Regions from separate parts of the Mus musculus genome. Here regions 1 and 3 are each linked to region 2. The links are chromatin contacts, called in public HiChIP or PLAC-seq maps. All regions are on one chromosome and are shown on one strand. Each heading gives the region's core, a stretch centred on a gene start, on an enhancer-like site or on the middle of the called end of the contact. The rest is flanking DNA. Distances are from core to core; before and after follow the strand shown.

Region 1 (3,734 bases), core at 843-3,342, 120 kb before region 2:
TGCTTTTAAATGAACCGTCCTCTCTCACACGTGCTCTCAGCTGACCATCAGCTGCCATGTCACAGGGTTTGAGGAGCATTTTCCTCTGGGTCAAGTTCAGGACTATATGGCAGAAGTAAGGACCATTGTGGTCTGAGTGTTCTGCAGTCCTGCCAAATGAAAGCCAGTGACTGACAGGTTACCAGAACAGGGCCAGAACCTTGGCCCAACTCTGCGGCTCCCTGGGCTTGGAGAGCTCTCATCTGAGTCCAGGGATGACCATCGTTGGAAAGAGAAGCCAGCTTCTGCTCACAAAGCACCTGGGGTATGTGTGTGTGTGTTTCACAAAGCACCTGGTGTGTGTGTGTGTGTGTTTCATAAAGCACCTGGTGTGTGTGTGTGTGTGTGTGTGTGTGTGTGTGTGTGTGTTTCTTTGTGTTGTAGAAAGGGATTCTGCGTTTACTCCAGTTGCCCAAGTGCCACACCTAGCATCTCTTTGCTGTGACAAAGCACATGACAGACACCCAGATGCAGGAGCAGGAGGTGGCCAGTCACATGCTCATTCAGGAAGCATAGAGGGATATTGGCTTTCAGCTTGCCTTCTCATTTTCCTCTTTCCCCCTTTTGTTTTTATTCAGTTTGGGGCTCTAACCCTGGGATGCTGCCCCTCACAGTCAGGGAGCGTCTTCTTCGTCCCTGGCCCTCACAGGCATGCGCAACAGTGCATCTCATTCCAAACCCAGTCAATGTGATTGACCTTCACACCCACAGAGGCAGTGTCTGCACTCTACTTTTCTCTCTTGTATCTCTGGAACTTCAACCTTAGTTTCTTTGGAGCCGGTAAAGACTAGCGTGGATTGTCTTTCATTTCTGGGGAATAGATGGTTTGGGGTTTCTCTTTGTGGCTGACTCTGAATTCTTTTTTTGTTTGTTTTAATATTACACGTGTGCACATGTTTGTGTGCATGTGTGTGTGCATGCGCCTGTGTGTGTGTGTGTGTGTGAGAGAGAGAGAGAGAGAGAGAGAGAGAGAGAGAGAGAGAGAGAGAGGGTGAATTGGAGAACAACCTTTAGAAGTCAGTTTTCTCCTCCTGCCATATGGGTCCCAGGCTTAGCTATTGCTTTCATTCCCTGGACTGTCTCCCCAAACCCTCCTTCCAACATGTTCTTATGCCTACCTCACACCCCTTTTTTGACTCTGGCCCTTGGTATGTAGCCCAGCCTGACCTTGTATTTATGATCCTCCTGCCTCAGCCTCACAAGTGACTGGGATTGCATTGACATGCCACTGTGCTTAGCTAACTAAGTACCCCTTTTGAGATATCTAAAACGCTTGGATTTACCACTAGGTATACAGAGGAAAGGGAATAATAGCAAAGTGGAAGAGCGTTTGAGCTGGAGGGAAGATGGAGGAGATCTTGGATTGGCCAGGCACCTGTGGGATGGGAAACTTGAACATCTTTTCAGACTGGGCATCTGGCTAAGCAATCTAGTCCTCAGGTGCTTCCTGGAGTAAGGTGTTCTTAACCTCCGTGGCTATGTGAGCGTTCCAAGGTTCCATTCCCATGGACCTTTGGACCTTAGATATATATATTGCTGTGTATTAGTATATCGCTAAGCAAGGATGCCTACAAGGAAGGCTTCCGAAGGTCGCAGAGCTTTGTTGCTATCTTGTGCATCCTAAGGATCCAAACACTTTTCCCAGAAGTCTCTGTGATGAAACAGTGTTTCTAGTCTGTGACAATGAAAACTGCAAATAGAATGACAGTTAAACATTGTAAGAAGCCTTATAATTCCATTTCCGTATGCAGTGTTCAGTGGCCTTTTCTTTGCAATTACCCTGGAGCCATCTGAGCCCCCTTTCTATGATCCCCTGTAACCCCTTTTGTTGGTGCTTTGGGGAACTCATTAAAGACAGGTGTTACTCTTTGGGGCTGCGCCCTGCTGAACACATTGGCATCTTAGATTACGCTCATTCTCAGGACTCACACAACTGAGTAATATATGAGATAGGAAACCTCCACTGGTAGGTATGCCCAAGAAAAGACTTATCAGAGTGGTCCTCACAGCATTCCATGGGGGATTAGAAGCCTGTGCTGATGTCATGGGCAGCTTTGGGGCTATCTCCAGAAGTGCTTCTGACACTCTGACTGTCAACGGAACTAAGTGATAAGATACCAAGTACCATAGCTTGTTCTTTTTCAAGTAGAGCCTAAATAAAAGCAACTCTACAAATGTCTACATTGTTATGTTTTTCTCTCAAGATTTGGTATTCTATAAGACCACACACATATATAATTAATCTTGATGCTATCAGTTAAATGAGAGCAACTTGTCAGGTAGTTTTGTTGTTTTGTAATGTTGTTTCTTAAAAATTCTTTAAATTTTCGAAGTGGCGTGTGTGTGTGTGTGTGTGTGTCTGAGCACGAACATGCACAAGCCATGGTGTATATATGGAGGTCAAAGGGCATCTTGCAGGGATTGATTTTCTCCTACCATGTGGATCTCAGAAATCTCAGAAAATTTTTTTTTTTTTTTGAAAATACTTTTTTTTTTTTTAGATTTATTTATTTATTATATGTAAGTACACTGTAGCTGTCTTCAGACACACCAGAAGAGGGAGTCAGATCTTGTTACAGATGGTTGTGTGAGCCACCATGTGGTTGCTGGGATTTGAACTCCTGACCTTCGGAAGAGCAGTCGGGTGCTCTTACCCACTGAGCCATCTCACCAGCCCAAATCTCAGAAATTTTAAGTCATCGGTCTTGATGGCAAACTCCTTTCCTGCTGAGCCATATTGCTGCCCCTGACTTTTGTTGTTGTTTTGTTTATTTATTTTTGGTAGAGTCTCTTATTGCCCAGGCTGGCCTCGAATTCTGAATGTAGCCACAGATGCCCTTGAAATCCTTATTCTCCTGCTTCTACCTCCCAAGTGCTCGGGTTAGACCCTGTTTTTATTTGGTACTGAAGACCAAACTCATAACTAATGCATGCCAGGCACTCCACCAAATGAACAACACCGTCCAGAGCCTAAGTCCATATAATTGACCGGATGACTCTTAAGTAATGTTCTTGTAGTCATCTTACCTTTCCATAGCAAGGTCACTGTCTATAACAATGCTGGGATGCTCATGTCTGGGATGCTCATGGCTGGACCGCTCCATAGCGAGCAATTGAAAGATGCTGGCGTCCCTTAGAGGCTACATTTGAGTTTACTTTCCCTTAATCAGCTTAAGTTTCAGTAGCTACTTGGAACCAGAGAAGGCCACCTTGTTGGGGTCCAGGTCTGCAGGGGCTTCCATGTTGATTTCTAAAGCTCAAGCATGTTTAGGAGAAGTATTTATTCATTTAGACTCTTGGGACAATTTGATGTCTCTAAATCTGAGAAAATGCTTACATGTTTTGTCGTTGAATTTATATCCGTTTTATAGTAATTCTCGAGCGGGGTGACTGCTAACTTCGAAACTCCTCTTTATTACCTTGGAAAATTGTTTTTATGGGCACCGTGCTTTTTCTGGCCCCGTTTGGAAGCAGTCTGTTTAGGAGAGGCCGATTTGTCTCATTGTGAGTACAAGAACCTCCTCGGGTGCTCCCTGCCTACCCTCCCCATTTATCGTGCCAGGCACTCTGTTCTTAAGCCCAGCAGCTGTTGTGACAGGGGACAGTTTGCATTCTTAGCCAGCAGCTGCCCAAAGCATTTCTAATCTGGTTTTGGCAGGAAATAGCACACAAGTGAAAGCCAAATTAAAAGAAGC
Region 2 (3,528 bases), core at 400-2,899:
ACTGACAGTGTCTAGGACGTGTTGCAGTGCTTGGCTACAAAGGAGCCTGCAGTGAGAACTTCTCAGTTGTGTGTCATATGAGCCACTCCACCAATGGAAAAGAAAGTAGATAGGAAGACCTACTGAGTGCCACCACTGTTGTGAGATGGATTCATCATAGTATACTGAGTCCTTGATGACTCTGTACCAAGCATGGCTATTGTGTCCATTTTAACTGAAGAGAAGGGAATTTCAGATAGTAACTGGAATGACTGTCAGGTTTCTAGTATCAGGTTTATCTTCTGTAGCCTGTGCTGTGCTTGAGTGGGACTTCTCAACTGACCTGAGTTGCATGCAGGCCAAAGACTTGGCTTGGAATGTCTGAAATATAAAATGGCCTTGCACTTACAGGTCTTGAGAGACTCTGCAGCAAAGCTGGGTCCCTTTTCACTTTCTTGTTCTGTCTCTGGATGCTTCCCTTTTAATTTCTGTTATGTGGTTTCTTCCTGTTTTATTTCTAGCTACTTTTCTTACCTCACATAGGTGTTCACAAGGGAATAATATGCGTAAGATGTTTTGACAGGCTCAGAGAGACATGAGATACAAATGCAAAACCAAGACAGGGTGAAAGGGGGTTCTGTTAGCAGAATCCGTATTTTCAAGGTAATGTCTGAAATCCGCTTTCAGTGCTCATGACATCTGTGCTCTACACATGCTCTGCAGAGTTGAGATGAAATTGCAAATGTAGGTGTGCTCAGTTCTGATTTCACTCCTGCTGGGTTCAGGGTGGTTTAGTGGAAAGAGTGCCAGACTGGGAGCTGGAGGCCCGAGTGCTTGTCCCTACTTGGCTCCTGGCTCTGATTCACTGTTGTGACCTTGAGTGTCTGTCTTCTGCATTTTTACAAGCTCCGTTGTGTAAAGGGGGATTACTTTAAGGAAATGTTCAAAGGGTAAAATTAGATACTAATGTGAAAACCTTTGAAGACCTAGAAATCACTAGAGCAGAGTCCATGCTGTGGGTCTTTATTTACTGTTTATCTTTACTCTAAACGTTGGTCTAGAGGCGTCAGGGCAAGTTGTCGATCCTAAAAGGGCTGTGGCTCCTGGTAGTGGTGGAGATACTTCTTGGGTTGCCTTTTTTAACCCCCATATGATGCATCACTCGGCTCTATCTACCTTACTGCCTGAAGGATGCGGGTCTCAAGGTATGGCCTTCCCATGTTTTGAGGCTATTCCAGTTATCTTCAGGGAGCTATAGGACATCAAACCCTAAAAAGGACAGCTTTCTCTCTCTAGACCTTGGGAAGAAGAGCCTGAAGCAACAACCCCAGGATTCTGGGCATGAAGCTTGATCAAGAGTAGCCCTGCCCTCAGCAGCTCCACAGCTGCAGGCCACTGTAACAAGAGGCCTCTTTAAGTCTGGAGTGTCAGTGGTCTCTCTTCAGTTTCTCTCCTAAGAAGACTATCCAGACTTTGTTAACAAAGCTGTTCAATGGTGGTTGAAAAGAGGGGCAGTTGTGAATCATGGGAAGATGGCAGAACAGATGGGAGGAGTCACTGCGGTGCAGGAAGGCAGAGATTCTAGTTAAGAGCTCCTCCGCTCTCCCCTTGCTTCCTGAGAGGCCGGTGTTCTTCAGAGCAGCTGCTAACAGTGGAACAGCCAGTCCTCAGATCCCTAGTCACAGGGAGACATGGCCATTCAGAGTTGGCAGTAGCACTGGTACCTTGGCCTCTGGCCCAGTATCCATGTGGCATTTTGTCCTTGGTGTCCTGAAATGGCTGGAGCACAGTCTGCCTATAGAGGCCCCAGAATCATGTATGTTATGGTATGTTTCAGGCTTGGATATAAAGGACAATTTCTGAACACCCCTCTATTTCCATTATACAATCTAAGAAATGATTTATGACTCCTTTTTTTTTTTAAAATCGGGTATTTATTCATAGTGGAGGTCCTGTATTTGTCCCTCCCCTGCAGAGTAGGGAACTCATTTCAGTATATGTCCCTACTCTGTGTGTGTGTGTGTATGTGTGTGTGTGTGTGTGTGTGTGTGTGAGAGAGAGAGAGAGAGAGAGAGAGAGAGAGAGAGAGAGAGAGAGAGAAAGAGAGAGAGAATGACTGTGCAGGCAAGGCTCTTGGTTCATGTTTGTAAACCTGATACGAGTAGTGTATTACACAAGCCCTTCTGCTTCTGCAGTGGTCTTTAACACTCTGACCGTCTGTATACTCAGGGATGAACTCAAGGCTTCCTTTTTTCTTGGCTATGGTGGGGCTAGAAGGGTGGAGGGAAGTTTCCAGCAGTCAGTCAGCTGCATGGGAAAATTCCTTTTCCACAGTAATTGAAAGTTCTGTTCTTGGTAAGACAACTCCTACGGGTGACAGGAGGGAAGCAGGTGTGGGAGTGCGCTGTGGAGTGAGGAGCAGCAGAGGACACCTCAGTGTGTGTTGGTGTGAGTGCTCTCCCAGCTGCTGTGCCAACGCTGACAGCTGTGCCTCTCCTCTAGTGAAGCCCACGTTTATTGGGACCCAGGTCTTTGAGGACTACAACCTGCAAAAGCTGGTGGACTACATTGACTGGAAGCCTTTCTTTGACGTCTGGCAGCTCCGGGGCAAGTACCCGAACCGAGGATTTCCCAAGATATTTAATGACAAAGCAGTAGGTTAGTAAGTCCTGCCTGCCTGGTGTTCACGATGTGTTGTGATTCGGAGTGGTTTGAGGGAAGGCACTAAGTGTTTAGTTTGTACAGGATACAGCTGCTTCCACGTGACTCACCACTCAGCTTTCACACGAGCATTTCAGTGTTTGCTTGCCCTTATCATGTCAGGTAAATGTGCCCTTTTATTAACATTTTCTTCAAATAAATGTACTTACTGACATCAGTTACACACTGGTCTCTGCATGGCAGAGAGGCAAAAAAAAAGAAAAAAAAGGAGCTATCTTGAGGTTTAGTACCTGATTGACTACAGTGGAGCTGACAGTCCTAGGTTTGTTCTGGGCTGATGCTCGACTCTTGCTAAGGGCTCTGCCTGGGATCCCACTCACATAAGAAGAGGGGCTAGAACTCCAACAGGAGATTAGAGTGGGCTTCCTGGAAGTGGTGGGACTTGAAATGTTATTGAAGATTCCATGGGGTTGGTGAGCCTGGGTATAGGGATAGGAACCAGGAAAAAAGGATATTTCAGAGAAGGAAAGTGGGCAGCTTTGGATGCAGGTGTCCACGTGGGGAGTTGCAGACTTCGTTGTACCCAGAACACTCAAGGAAGGAGGGAGACTTGGTGTTATAAAGAAGAGAAATGAATAAATCAGTAAATTGTTCCCCTCGGTTATCGTGGGTAGCTCACCCCCACCCAGGAACCGAGAGACTTGGAATCACAGCATGAAGACGCCACAGCAGAGCAGCACGGGAGGAGGCATCCTGCTGAACCATTAGATTCGATGGAGAGAGCCCGGGAACAAGACACTTGTCAGCTTCGAGAGGGTCCTGGGCGGGTTAAAATGCTTACGGGCAGTCGAAGGCTTAGGCGAGCGGCTTCTTACTGTACTGTCCTTG
Region 3 (3,666 bases), core at 722-3,221, 88 kb before region 2:
GGAATGGTTGTAAACAACCATGTGGGCACTGGGATTTGAACCTAGGTCCTTTGTAAGAGTGACAAGTGCTCTTAATGACTAAGCTATCTCTTCAGCCTCTAAGTGGTTGTTTTTGTTTGTTTGTTTTGTTTTGTTTTTAATGTATCCCAGAATCACTACCTACAATGGGCTGGGCCCTCCCACATCAGTTGTTAATCAAGGAAGTACAGCTGGACAATGGACATACACACTTTTCTCCCAGCACTTTAGAGGCAGAGGCAGGTGGATCTCTGCGTTTGAGGCTAGCTTGATCTATAGAGTGAGTTCCAGGACAGCCATCCATGACTATACACACACACACACACACACACACACACTACCCTGTCTCAGACAAACAACAACAAAACAAATAAGAAAGCAAGCAAGCAAATGAAAGCGTCCTCCAGGCTTGCCCACAGCCCAGTCTTCTAGAGCCATTCATTGACTGAGGTTGCTCTCTCCTCTTAGATGACTCTAGGTTGTGTCAAGTTGACATGATAACAGGCAGAGCCTTAGTTAGGGTTTCATCGCTGTGAAGAGACACACTCGTATAAAGGTAAACATTTAATTGGGGCTGCCTTACAGTTTCAAAGGTTCAGTCCATTATCATCATGGCAGGAAGTAAGGCAGAGTGCAGGCAGACATGGTGCTGAAGGAGCTGAGAGTTCTACATCTTGATTATCAGGTAGCAGAAGGGGACTGTCTCCCGCAGGCAGCCCGGAGGAGGCTCTGTTTCACACTAGGCAGAACTTGAACACTAGGAGACCTCAAAGCCCACCTACACAGTGACACACTTCCTCCAACAAGGCCACTCCCCCTAAAAATGCTACTTCCCATGGGCCAAGTATATTTGAACCACCATAGCCAACAAACCCAGAGTAGAACCAGAGTTGAGTCTGACCCTCTAAAGTCCACCCTTTGTAACTCACTTACACCACAGTGCTCCACTTTCTTCAAATCCATGCAACTAGCCAGGGACCAAGCATTCAAAACATGAGGCCACAAGGGACATATCAGATGGAAACATCCAGAAATTTCTGGGCAAGGCTTGTAGGTTACAGGTCTACTGCCTTGCCACTTTATATCAGCATAGCATAGTTGCCTAGGGGGCAGTTGCTGGATTTGTTTTTTGGTTTATACACAAAGTAGACATAAGATCCAAGCCAACTTTGGTTACGTGAAAAGCGTGTGTTTGTAGATAGCCGGTGGCTGCTCTTAAGGACTGGACGAGCTCTAACGAGGTGACAGGGAGCTTCTGTCGCTCTCAGAATGTTCTGGAAGAACACTCAGCTAACACTCAGATGTATTTGCTCTGCTCAGCAAAAGAAACAGCAAAGTCAGTAAACACAGGCGAGTGTATGAAAAAAGAAAAAGCAGAGGGTCTCTGAGCTAGAGCGTAACGGTTCCCGATGCTCCTCCTGACGGCCTGAGGTCAATCCCCAGGACCCACACGGCACAAGGAGAGGACTGACAGCCTCACACTTGTAAGTTGTCCTCTGACCTCTGTGCACTTAGTGCGGCACACACACACACACACGCGCACATTTATAAATAAATAAATAAATAAATAAATAAATAAATAAATAAATAAAACTGAAGCCCCAAGGAAGTGGTTTTCAGGGGAGCAGGGCACTTCTGGAAAGTTCTCTAATCTCAGGCTGTTTTCAGAGAAGCCTGGTACACATGTCTTCTGATCTCCACAGTTCCTGCTCTCCTCTAAAACCTGGCAGGGTGGTTACTTTTTAAGCAGGACTCAGACATTTACCCCCGAGATGAGGTTAAGTTTTACTCAAGCTTTTTGTTTTGTGTTGTTCTTTCTTTCTACCACACTGGTGGCATCCAACAGTCCAAAGAGTCGTTGTCCATAAATGGAAGAGCTCCAGCCTGCCCAGTTTTAGAAGCCTTTCTGTGCTGGGTGATGTCACAGCCTTCTCCTGGATGGGTCACTCAGAAGGCAGCAAGCTGCATGCCCTTCTAGAGGCGCCAAGGACACAGAACCCTGCAAGTGGACACCTCCTTCCCTGTGACTCATTTTAATGTTCCAGCCACCTGGGTCAGATAGTTGGCTCCCCTTGTTGTTTCCATTTAAAAGTCATGCTCTCAGGAGGCCTCAGAGGACACAGGAAGAGAAAGTGAGCCAGAGGCATTAAGAAGACAGTGCCATTTTGAAAACTGTTGACTTAACAGGATTTGTATTAATTCTTATAATTTGTTCCAAGCGATACTATTTTCACTGGGGACAATTCAGGAAACCCTGAAATGCCCTACCAGTTTTCAGTGGCCTTCGTATTTTGTGTATGTGTATGTGGGGGGGGTAGGGGTCGGGAATCCCTGAAGTGATGTGGAGGCCAGAGGTTAGAGGCCAGTCTCAAGTGTCTTCAGCAGGTCACTCTCTGCATTTTTAAAAAATGATATAGAATTTCCTAATGGGCAAGAGCTTGAATGATTCAGCTCTGCTGGCTGCCTGCTGGGCCCCAGGGATCCCCTTGTCTGGGTCAAGGAGTAATTAAATTAGCACATCTGTGGCAGTCAGAAGACAATATTAATATTAGGGATTAAATTCACCTGTCAAGCTTGGTGGCAGGTTATCTTAGTGGTTGCTCTCACTAGCCTCCCTCTGGGTTTTCTACTGGATCTTTAAAAAAAAAAAAAAAAAGGCATGGGGATGGGGACTGGATAATAGGAGATGGCTGCCACTTGAGGACATAAGTTCAATCCCCCAGAACCCATGTTTAAAACCCCGGTACAGATGCTGGGGAGCTGACGCAGTGGCTAAGAGTGCTTCATGACCTACCTTGCTGAGGACACGGGTTTTCAGTTTTCAGAATCCATGTTAGGCGGCTTACAACTGTCTATAACCCCTGCTCCAGGGATCCGTCATCCTCTTCTGACCTCTACAGGCACGCGTGCACACGCACACACTAAAATATATATTAATGAGCATGATGGTATGTTCTTTTCATTTCAGCTCCGGGGAGACAGGTACAGGTAGATGCTTAGCGCTCGATAGGAGACAGCTTAGCTGAATAATGCAAAGCCCTGGCTACTAGAAGACTCTATCTCAAAAAAAAAAAAAAAAAAAAAAAGTTGGGAGTTTAATGGAGTTTAATGACTGACAGAAATACCCAGGGTTTACCTATGGTCTCCAAGTGCACGTGCACATATATGAGTGTACATTTGTTCACACATACATTTGTATACACGTGTGTGTGTGTGTGTGTGTGTGTGTACACACGCATGCGTACACAGACACACACACACATCTCTTCCCTGTTTATTTCCAGCTTGTGTCCATTTCCCTCACACCATTTGGGAGGATTCATCTTTCTTTCTTGCTTTCCACAGTGAACTGGACTATCACGATGCTGTGAACGTCAATGATCGGTGCCAGAAAATTTGCGACCAGTGGGATAGATTGGGGACGCTCACCCAGAAGAGGAGGGAGGCCTTGGAGGTGAGAGCCTTGAGCGCTTCTTGCCTTGAAAACTCCTACAGAGGCTCCATAGTTGAATCAGTGGTGTTAATTGTGTTTCTCCGTGACTCATGTGGAAACAACCAAACGTTATCCAGTAAACGGGAATGTTAAAAGTGGGAATCACGGGACCAGGTGTAGCTTTGCACTGTAACAAGTTAGCAGCAAAACATACT

Evidence for each region. HiChIP or PLAC-seq counts read pairs in DNA pulled down with a chosen protein or histone mark.
Region 1: an H3K27ac HiChIP or PLAC-seq map of heart atrium shows a contact between it and region 2, with 5 read pairs. The contact joins two enhancer-like sites. A contact is called at or near these places in 1 of 115 datasets of contacts at active chromatin or transcription factors (heart atrium) and 2 of 9 other capture datasets (embryonic stem cells and liver).
Region 3: a contact with region 2 is called in an H3K27ac HiChIP or PLAC-seq map of heart atrium, with 11 read pairs. The contact joins two enhancer-like sites. A contact is called at or near these places in 1 of 15 datasets of contacts at CTCF or cohesin (CD8 T cells), 12 of 484 Hi-C or Micro-C datasets (CD4 T cells, the HL-1 cell line, the N1E-115 cell line and 9 more), 2 of 115 datasets of contacts at active chromatin or transcription factors (embryonic stem cells and heart atrium) and 4 of 9 other capture datasets (adipose tissue, embryonic stem cells, liver and 1 more).

Annotation. Positions count from the first base shown.
Region 1 is chr13:12,312,174-12,315,907 of GRCm38.p6, reverse strand. All of the region lies in intron 1 of Actn2 (actinin alpha 2), which reads left to right. The region is part of intron 3 of Gm40667 (a long non-coding RNA gene); the gene reads right to left. Among named protein-coding and RNA genes, the nearest start is that of Gm40667, 4.3 kb to the right of the region's middle. Within about 2 kb of position 2,092, at least 2 of the 459 cell types and tissues checked have an H3K27ac peak or open chromatin away from gene starts, as enhancers often do. A contact at or near this core is called in heart atrium, where this site is marked.
Region 2 is chr13:12,194,347-12,197,874 of GRCm38.p6, reverse strand. Mtr (5-methyltetrahydrofolate-homocysteine methyltransferase) reads left to right here. Exons shown (of 33, transcript NM_001081128.3): 28 at 2,482-2,637. Among named protein-coding and RNA genes, the nearest start is that of Gm10336, 9.6 kb to the right of the region's middle. Within about 2 kb of position 1,649, at least 40 of the 459 cell types and tissues checked have an H3K27ac peak or open chromatin away from gene starts, as enhancers often do. A contact at or near this core is called in heart atrium, where this site is marked.
Region 3 is chr13:12,282,321-12,285,986 of GRCm38.p6, reverse strand. Actn2 (actinin alpha 2) reads left to right here. Exons shown (of 21, transcript NM_033268.4): 13 at 3,364-3,472. Among named protein-coding and RNA genes, the nearest start is that of Gm40667, 26 kb to the left of the region's middle. Within about 2 kb of position 1,971, at least 13 of the 459 cell types and tissues checked have an H3K27ac peak or open chromatin away from gene starts, as enhancers often do. A contact at or near this core is called in heart atrium, where this site is marked.